2 separate regions of the Mus musculus genome follow, and region 2 is linked to region 1. Evidence: chromatin contacts called from public promoter capture Hi-C data. All regions are on one chromosome and are shown on one strand. Each heading gives the region's core, a stretch centred on a gene start, on an enhancer-like site or on the middle of the called end of the contact. The rest is flanking DNA. Distances are from core to core; before and after follow the strand shown. Region 1 holds the start of Myg1 (melanocyte proliferating gene 1). Region 2 holds the start of Gpr84 (G protein-coupled receptor 84).

What was found. Capture Hi-C pulls out chosen DNA fragments and counts their contacts.
Region 2: a contact with region 1 is called in a promoter capture Hi-C map of liver, with 2.2 times the contacts expected there. The contact joins the promoter of Gpr84 here to the promoter of Myg1 in region 1. A contact is called at or near these places in 1 of 39 promoter capture datasets (pre-B cells), 1 of 115 datasets of contacts at active chromatin or transcription factors (embryonic midbrain) and 1 of 9 other capture datasets (liver).

Annotation. Positions count from the first base shown.
Region 1 is chr15:102,329,900-102,334,092 of GRCm38.p6, reverse strand. It overlaps Myg1 (melanocyte proliferating gene 1), which reads right to left and starts at 2,384. Exons shown (of 7, transcript NM_021713.2): 1 at 2,140-2,384; 2 at 1,891-2,003. The coding sequence starts at 2,352. Pfdn5 (prefoldin 5) reads right to left here. Exons shown (of 6, transcript NM_027044.3): 6 at 2,603-2,820. The coding sequence ends at 2,744.
Region 2 is chr15:103,308,098-103,312,290 of GRCm38.p6, reverse strand. It overlaps Gpr84 (G protein-coupled receptor 84), which reads left to right and starts at 1,853. Exons shown (of 2, transcript NM_030720.2): 1 at 1,853-1,981; 2 at 2,635-4,056. The coding sequence starts at 2,643. The coding sequence ends at 3,833.

The DNA of each region.
Region 1 (4,193 bases), core at 1,135-3,634:
CTTGGCTGAGAGCTTCTACTCCGACATTCCCATACAGCGGTTTGACTCATCATTGTATGTTGAGTTTTGTGTTTTGAACATTATGGAGAAAAATCAAAGATCCTGTCCTTTAAAGTTCATCTGTGGGAGGGGGACAAACAACAGAGCAACTGTCCCTAACTGTCACTGTCTGTGGTTCCTAAGGGCCTGACCTCCAGATGTCAAGTTCTTTATGTAAAATGGGACAGTGTTTGCCTGTAAAGGACACACATCCTCCTGTTTTTGGAGACAGAGTTTCTCTGTGTTGTCCTGGAAATCATTCCCTGCTTTGGCTCTCACCGCCTGGGATTAAAGGTGCAGACTATCATACGGGGCTACATTCTTTTTCCTTGATGGGAATGGGTTTTATGTGATCCAGGCTAGGCTCAAACTTGCTAACAAACAGATGATGACCTTGAACTCATGACCCTCCAGCCTCTACTCAGGAAGTACTGGAGTTACAGGTGTACACCATGCACCTTGCTCCTCCTCTTGTATCTTTTAGATCATCTCTAAATTACTTATAATGCCTAACAGGTTGCAGATGTTAGGCAAGTAGCTGTTACTTTAGAGGACAAGAAAAGGCTATTCACATCCCACACAGATGATATTTACTCACGTATCCACTTTAAAAAGAACAAAAAGATGCCAGGCGTGGTGGCACACACCTTTAATTCCAGCACTCAGGAGGCAAAGGCAGCCGTATCTCTGTGAGACTGAGGCCAGCCTGGACTACAGAGGCAGTTCCAAGACAGCCAGTGCGATAGAGAAAGGCATGTCTCAAAACAAAACAAAACAAACAACAGAAGGGAACCAATTTTCCTAAATTGGAAAGTGGAATTGTGAGATTTTGGACGTAGGAAAAGTGAAGAAACATATACAAGAAGCGCTTATCTTTCAGCAAAGGTGGGGACATGCACCAGAGCCTGGTTATGTGTCTGAGGTGAGGGAGGACAGTGCAGTGGTACTGGGAATATATAACATGTAACAGCCCATTTCCATGTCTGCTGCTGTGATGAGACACCTGACAAAAATCAACTTCAGAGGCAAAAAATGTTTATTTTAGCTCACAACATCACAACATCCCATCACAGAGGGGAAGGTGGGAGAAACTTAGAATGGGGAGTCACATCTCACCCAGACAAGAGCAGAGAGACAAGTGCATGCAGGCTGCTAGTGCTTGGCCATCTTCCTTCGCTCACACAGCCCAGGGATTAGTGCCTCCCACAGTGGGCAGGGCCTTACAGGGCAATCAAAGACACCCTACAAACACGGCCAACCCCATCTGGATACCCCCTCAACGGACCGATTCCCAGGTGATTCTAGAATCGAAATTTTATCAAACTGATAACTAACCATCATGGGGCTGGAGATGGCTAAAAGAGCTGGCTGCTCTTGCAGAGGAGGCAGGTTCAATTCCCTGCATCCACGCGGTGTCTCATGACTTCTTTAACTCCAATTCCAGGGGATCCTGATACCTTTTTTCCGTCCTCCTTGGACACCAATGCATTTGATGTACAGACATGAATGCAGACAAGACACCCCTACTCTTAAAGTAGAATAAAAACAAAGCAAAAGGCCACCTCAGTAGATTATCCTTGAACTAGAAGGATCCAGCAGCTTGTGGCAAGGACAAGTGAATGGAAAACTGCCAGTGTGAAAAAAAGTTATGGCGGGAGGGACCTGAGGGAGGTTCCAGGCCAAGGAGCAGGCTCGAAGCGAGCTTTAATTCCCAGAGCGATAAATTGCTTGACTTCAACGATGAGGAGGCAGTGGTCTTTGCTGTCATGAACTTGGGCAGTGGGTGGTGGGATTGGAGCACTAAAGCTAAATCAAGAAAGTCAAGAGAACAGGCAGCGAGTGTGAACTCACCTCTGGTGATGATCATAACGGTGACTCTGGGGGTTGTACTCACCGCCCACATCCACCACGATGTCACACGAAGCCAACTTTTCAGGATCCCGAGTCCGCACAATCTCTGCGTTCTGCAGGCACAGAGGAAGGGGCTGTCAGGTAGGAGTCAGGATTAAAGTTGGGTTTCCAGGGCGTGCGTCTCGGGGAAGGCGGTTCTCAGGCCATTGCAGCATCAGAGGGGACCGGGTTAGGTTCGCAGGTCCGTACCGCGTACTCGGGCAGGAGGCGGAGCAACGCGCAAGCCAGAGCTTCATCGCAGTGGAAGGTGCCGTTGTGCGTCCCGATTCGGGGCGGTGCCATGAGGTTGTTGCGAGGTCTTTTAGCGGGCGGATCCTGCTCTGAGCCAAGCATGCGGTGCTGGGCTTGGAGAACTGACCGGAGCGGCAATGTTAAGATACCACGCAGGAAACGTCTACCCATATAGTTCCCTCCAAGGGAAGGTCGACCCGGAAGAGGAAGTGTCAGGCACAGCTTCACTTCCGCCCGCCATCCGTCCCCATGGCAACAACACTGTGCACTACTTAGCGCAAAACCTTTTTACAGGTCCCCAAACCTCTGGTTGGAACCTCTATAAGGCCGTGTGGCTAGGGGGCTCTTGGCAAAAGTACACCTCCTGGGCACTCCCAGTTCAGCACCAGGCCCTTGTTTAATGCAAGAATAGACCACCCCATTTGCGCAGCGGTCACATTTATTAACATTAAACACAAAACACTCTCTTCCCAGGCCACTTTCCCAGGAGGCCATTGCCGGAAAAAGTCCCAGGCCCCTTGAAGAAGGGTCCCTCACTCTGCTTCATTTCTGCAGTGCACTCTCAGGCTTTGACCGTGGCCTGCGCTGCCCCCAGGGCTGTGAGCTGCTGAATCTTCTGGCTCATCATTTCCATGACAGCTACAAGAAAAGAAGGAGCAGTCACAGCCTAGTGAGAACCCAGGGCTAAGAACACTGCCGTTAAACTGTGGGGGACACAAACACACAGACTTAGAGTCTACAGGGTTGTCAGTATGCTAACCACTGGAATGTAAAAATAAACAAAATGTTAACCATAAGCAGAAAAGACTGTCAGACTGGAGGCCATATTCAATCCCTAACACCACTCAAAAAATAAATCAGGAGGCTGCGCCAAGTAGACTGGCTATAGAATCTAGGCTATTTTCTTTTCTTCTTTTTTTTTTTACGGTTTTTCAGACAGGGTTTCTCTGTATAGGCCCGGCTGTCCTGGAACTCACTCTGTAGACCAGTCTGGAAATCAGAAATCTGCCTGCCTCTGCCTCCCGAGTACCGGGATTAAAGGCGTGCGTGCCACCACGCCCAGCTTATTTACAGCCATTTCATCCCGAATCATTAACAGGAATCTTTCTTCTCAGTCATTCAAACACTTACATACGTTACATCACTTTCAGAATCTAGATAATAACACGCCAGATATCAAAGAGAAACAGAAACATCTTTCACGTTGTTGCTTGTTTTGAGACAGGCTCTTTACATAGTCCTGGCTGTCCTCAAACTCACTGAGATCTGCCTCCCACAGAGACATGGTTTTAACCTGGAGGAGATGTCCTCAAGTCTCATGCTACAATCCATATTCTTCCTTCATACTTGTATGGGGTGTGGGCATGTGTCCACCACTAGGCATATGTGATGTGTGGAGGAGACCAACGGAGAACATGAGGCGTCTTGTTGTGCTTTGTCGTTCTCTGCCTACCCCTTGAGACAGGGTCTTTATTGAGCCTCACCAATTCAACTAGGCTGGCCAGCCAGTGAACTCCTAGGATCTATTTGTCTCTGTTCCACCAGCATTGGGCTTACAAGTACTTGGGCCATGTCCACAACTTTTATGTGGGTGCTGGAGATTTGAACTCAAGTCCTCATGGTCATGCAGCAAGCCCACTCAGCCATCTCCCAGCCAGACCTTGTTTGTTTTCTTTTTTAATTTTAATATTTATAGTGTGTGTGTGTGTGTACCTGTACATACCATGTTCATGCAGGAGCTACAGAAGGCATTATCTCCTGGTACTGGAGTTATAGGTTGTTGCAAGCTGCCTGTGTCTTCCGCTAGCACATTAAATGCTAGTAACTGCTGAACCTTTTTCTCTGGCCCGTGTTGTTTTTTTTTTTTTTTTTTTTGAGACATGATCTTGGTATTTACCCTAGCCTGGCCTCCAACCCAGATTACTCACCAAGTACTGAAATTACAGGTGTGCCCCACCACATACGAGTGGATTAATCATTTAAATGGATAGTATGGTAGGTCAATTATATAT
Region 2 (4,193 bases), core at 604-3,103, 980 kb before region 1:
CCTAAGAGCTGGGACTGTAAGCAAGAGTCAACAGTCTGGCTATCAATTTAGCATCTGTGATTTTGGTTTTGGTTTGGCTTTGTGAGACAGGGTTTCTCTATTTAGCCTTGGCTACCTTGGAACTCACTACCTTGAGTGAAGCTATCCTTGAACTCAGAGATCCACCTGCCTCTGGCTCTTAAGTACTGGGATAAAAGGCATGGACTACTGTGCCAGGATTAATTTATTTATTTAAAAACAGAGTCTTCTATGGCCTAGGCTGGCCTCAAAATTACTTCATAGCTGAGGATGACCTTGAACTCCTGATCTTTTCCATCTCCCGAGGGCTGGGATGACAGGTGTGGACCAGCTTGCTTGGTTTACATATCTGAGAAGTAGAATCTGAGAAGTTAGAAGTGGGAATTGAACCCAGGACCTTGAGCATGCTGGGTAAGCACTCTACCACTGACTTACATCCTCAGCCAAATTTACTTTTTATTTGGAGATAAATTCTCATTCACCAAAATTACCAAGGCTGGCCTAGAACTCACTATGTGAGTCTGAAAAGCCTAAAGAACTGTGATCATCAACCTGTACATTCAGCCCCTGTTCCTACCTTCCATTCCAGCTCTGAGGAGGCACAGGCCAGTGGATCTCTGTGAGTTTGAGGCCAGCCTGGTCTTTATAGTGAGCTCCAGGTCAGCCAAGTCTATATACAGTAAGACCCTGTCTGAATTTATTTTTTTTAAAGATTTATTTATTTAATATATGTGAGTACACTGTTGCTGTCTTCAGACACACCAGAAGAGGGCATCAGATCCCATTCCAGATGGTTGTGAGCCACCATGTGGTTGCTGGAAGTTGAACTCAGGACCTCTGGAAAAGCAGCCAGTGTTCTTAACTGCTGAGTCATATCTCCAGCCCCTCAATTTTTTTTTAAAGATTTATTTATTTATTATATGTAAGTACACTGTAGCTGTCTTCAGACACTCCAGAAGAGGGCGTCAGATCTTGTTACAGATGGTTGTGAGCCACCATGTGGTTGCTGGGATTTGAACTCCGGACCTTCGGAAGAGCAGTCGGGTGCTCTTACCCACTGAGCCATCTCACCAGCCCTCAATTTTTTTTTTAATTGCACTTATTTATGTGGGTGTTTATAGGTATATATGTCCCACAGAACTTGTATGAAACTCAGAGAACAGCTTGCAGGAATTGATTCTTGTTTCTATAAGTCCTGGAAGACAACTCAGTCTGAGCCATCTTGCCAGTCCCTTTTTATCTGACTCCACTTCTCATATGTGCTGAAGTGTCATTTGGGACCCTCTGAGGTAACCCATCTCCAGTCTCTGAAGAGAAGAAAGGAAGTGCTGTTGTTGCTAAACAAGCCCAAGCTCTCTGGAGGCGCTGAGCATTACTTCTAACACCTGGTCTGTTTTTGACCGCTTGAGAAGTGGCCCAGTCAGATTTGGTAGTTTGTACTTATACTCACAGTGCTCAAGTGGCTGATGCAGGGGAATTTCTGTGAGTTCCATGGCAGACTGGGATAATGAATCAGACCCTATCTCAAGAGAAAAAAAAAAAAAAACAGAAGTAGTCCAGAGGATCTGACACTGTCTCGCTGTTCGACAGTTCTCAGCAATGACCTTAGAGAGGTTCTGCCTCAGAGAAAGGAAGGAAATAACATTTGGGTTTCAGGAAGGAGAGAAGAAAGAGTGAGACAACTCTAGAGTAAGTTGCAGGGGAATTTCAACAGAGAAGCTCGGACTTTAGCAGCCACGGTAAAATTAGTAGGACTAGCTGGAGGTGGGGAAGGAAGTGGCTAAGGTTGGGTAACTTGGGAGTTTCTTATTTCTGTCTAGCATGGTAGGAGGCATTATATGTCCAGCTGGAAGCCTGGCTGTCCCTAGAAAAGCTGGAAGCCTGACTGCCCCTCAAAAGACCTGCTCTTTAGGTGAGCTAGATATTGTTTACTGAAGACAAGTGTGAAAACTGGGAACCTCAGGTGAGCATACCGTGTGTGTGTGTGTGTGTGTGTGTGTGTGTGTGTGTGTGTGTGTGTTGTGCATGGTCTTATTTTCTCGATCCTCTCATTTCTCAGGTAGTCACAATCAGAAAATGTGAGGTGAGGAGAATAGTGGTATATGTATGAGGCCTGAGAATCTTTGTGAGCTAAGACCAGCCTGGCTATATAACAAGACACAGGAGAGAGAAGGGGAAAGGGAGGAAGAAGGGGGAGAGGAAGAGAGGAGGAGAGGAAGAAGGGAAGAAGGAGAAAGGAAAGAAGAGGGGGAAAAGGGAGGGGGATCAAGGAGCACAGGGCTCTTGGCTGGTCTTCAAGATCTGGGAAGTAATTAGGATGGAAGCTGCCAGGTTTATGGGGAGCATCCCACACATATTGAAGGGGCCTGAGGTTTGGAGAAACAAAATTAACACATTTCCAGAAGAGACATTTGATAAGAATTTAGAAAAGAAGTCCAAAAATGTGAAAGGAAAAGGTAGAGAGAACCTACAGGAGATAACAGGGAACTTTGAGATCAAGTGCTTTCCAGCCAAGAATTAAAGTGAGTTCTAGGAGCAGAGCAAGGGAGTTGCTTCAAAGGAAGCAACTGGAGAAGCAAGTTCTCATACCATCTCCCTTTCCTCCTCTCCCTTCAGTCTCCATCATGTGGAACAGCTCAGATGCCAACTTCTCCTGCTACCATGAGTCTGTGTTGGGCTATCGATACTTTGCAATTATCTGGGGCGTGGCAGTGGCTGTGACAGGCACGGTGGGCAATGTGCTCACTCTGCTGGCCTTGGCCATTCGTCCCAAGCTCCGAACCCGCTTCAACCTGCTCATTGCCAACCTCACCCTGGCTGATCTACTCTACTGCACGCTCCTGCAGCCTTTCTCCGTGGACACATACCTCCACCTCCATTGGCGTACCGGCGCGGTCTTCTGTAGAATATTTGGACTCCTCCTCTTTACTTCCAATTCTGTCTCCATCCTCACCCTCTGTCTCATTGCTCTAGGACGCTACCTCCTCATTGCCCACCCTAAGCTCTTTCCCCAGGTTTTCAGTGCCAAGGGGATCGTGCTGGCACTGGTGGGCAGCTGGGTTGTGGGGGTGACCAGCTTTGCCCCCCTCTGGAATGTTTTTGTCTTGGTGCCAGTTGTCTGCACCTGCAGCTTTGACCGCATGCGAGGCCGGCCTTACACCACCATCCTCATGGGCATCTACTTTGTGCTTGGGCTCAGCAGCGTGGGCGTCTTCTACTGCCTCATCCACCGGCAAGTGAAGCGTGCGGCTCGAGCACTGGACCAATACGGGCTGCATCAGGCCAGCATCCGCTCTCATCAGGTGGCTGGGACACAAGAAGCCATGCCTGGCCACTTCCAGGAGCTAGACAGCGGGGTTGCCTCAAGAGGGCCCAGCGAGGGGATTTCATCTGAGCCAGTCAGTGCTGCGACCACGCAGACCCTGGAAGGTGATTCGTCAGAAGCTGGGGGCCAGGGCATTAGAAAGGCAGCTCAACAGATCGCAGAGAGAAGCCTTCCAGAAGTGCATCGCAAGCCCCGGGAAACTGCAGGAGCTCGCAGAGCCACAGATGCCCCATCAGAGTTCGGGAAGGTGACCCGTATGTGCTTCGCAGTGTTCCTCTGCTTCGCCCTCAGCTACATCCCCTTCCTGTTGCTCAACATTCTGGACGCCAGGGGCCGTGCTCCACGAGTAGTGCACATGGTGGCTGCCAACCTCACCTGGCTCAACAGCTGCATCAACCCTGTGCTCTATGCAGCCATGAACCGCCAGTTTCGCCACGCGTATGGCTCCATCCTGAAACGCGGGCCACAGAGTTTCCGCCGGTTCCATTAAAGCTATTTAAAGCTAGTAGTCCATTCACCAGGACAGGCCAAACATCCGGAACCAGAGTGGCCTGCAGAGGACAGGACAGGAGCCCTTCAGTCCTTGGGTATTTCACAGACAACCTCAGTGGTATAGAGGTACACCACTTTCCCATTCAGGAATCAGTGTGTCAACCCTGTGTGACCCAAGGAGTGTGGTTAATTATTAATAAAGACATTGCATCCCCCCCTCACACTTGGCGCTTGCGTGCATGCTTTTGTGTGTGTGTGTGTGTGTGTGTGTGTGTGTGTGTTCTTCCTCGGTTTATTTCCATCTTAGTTTTTGCAACAGTATTTCTGGGGCTCCAAAATTTGACTAGATTGACTGGCC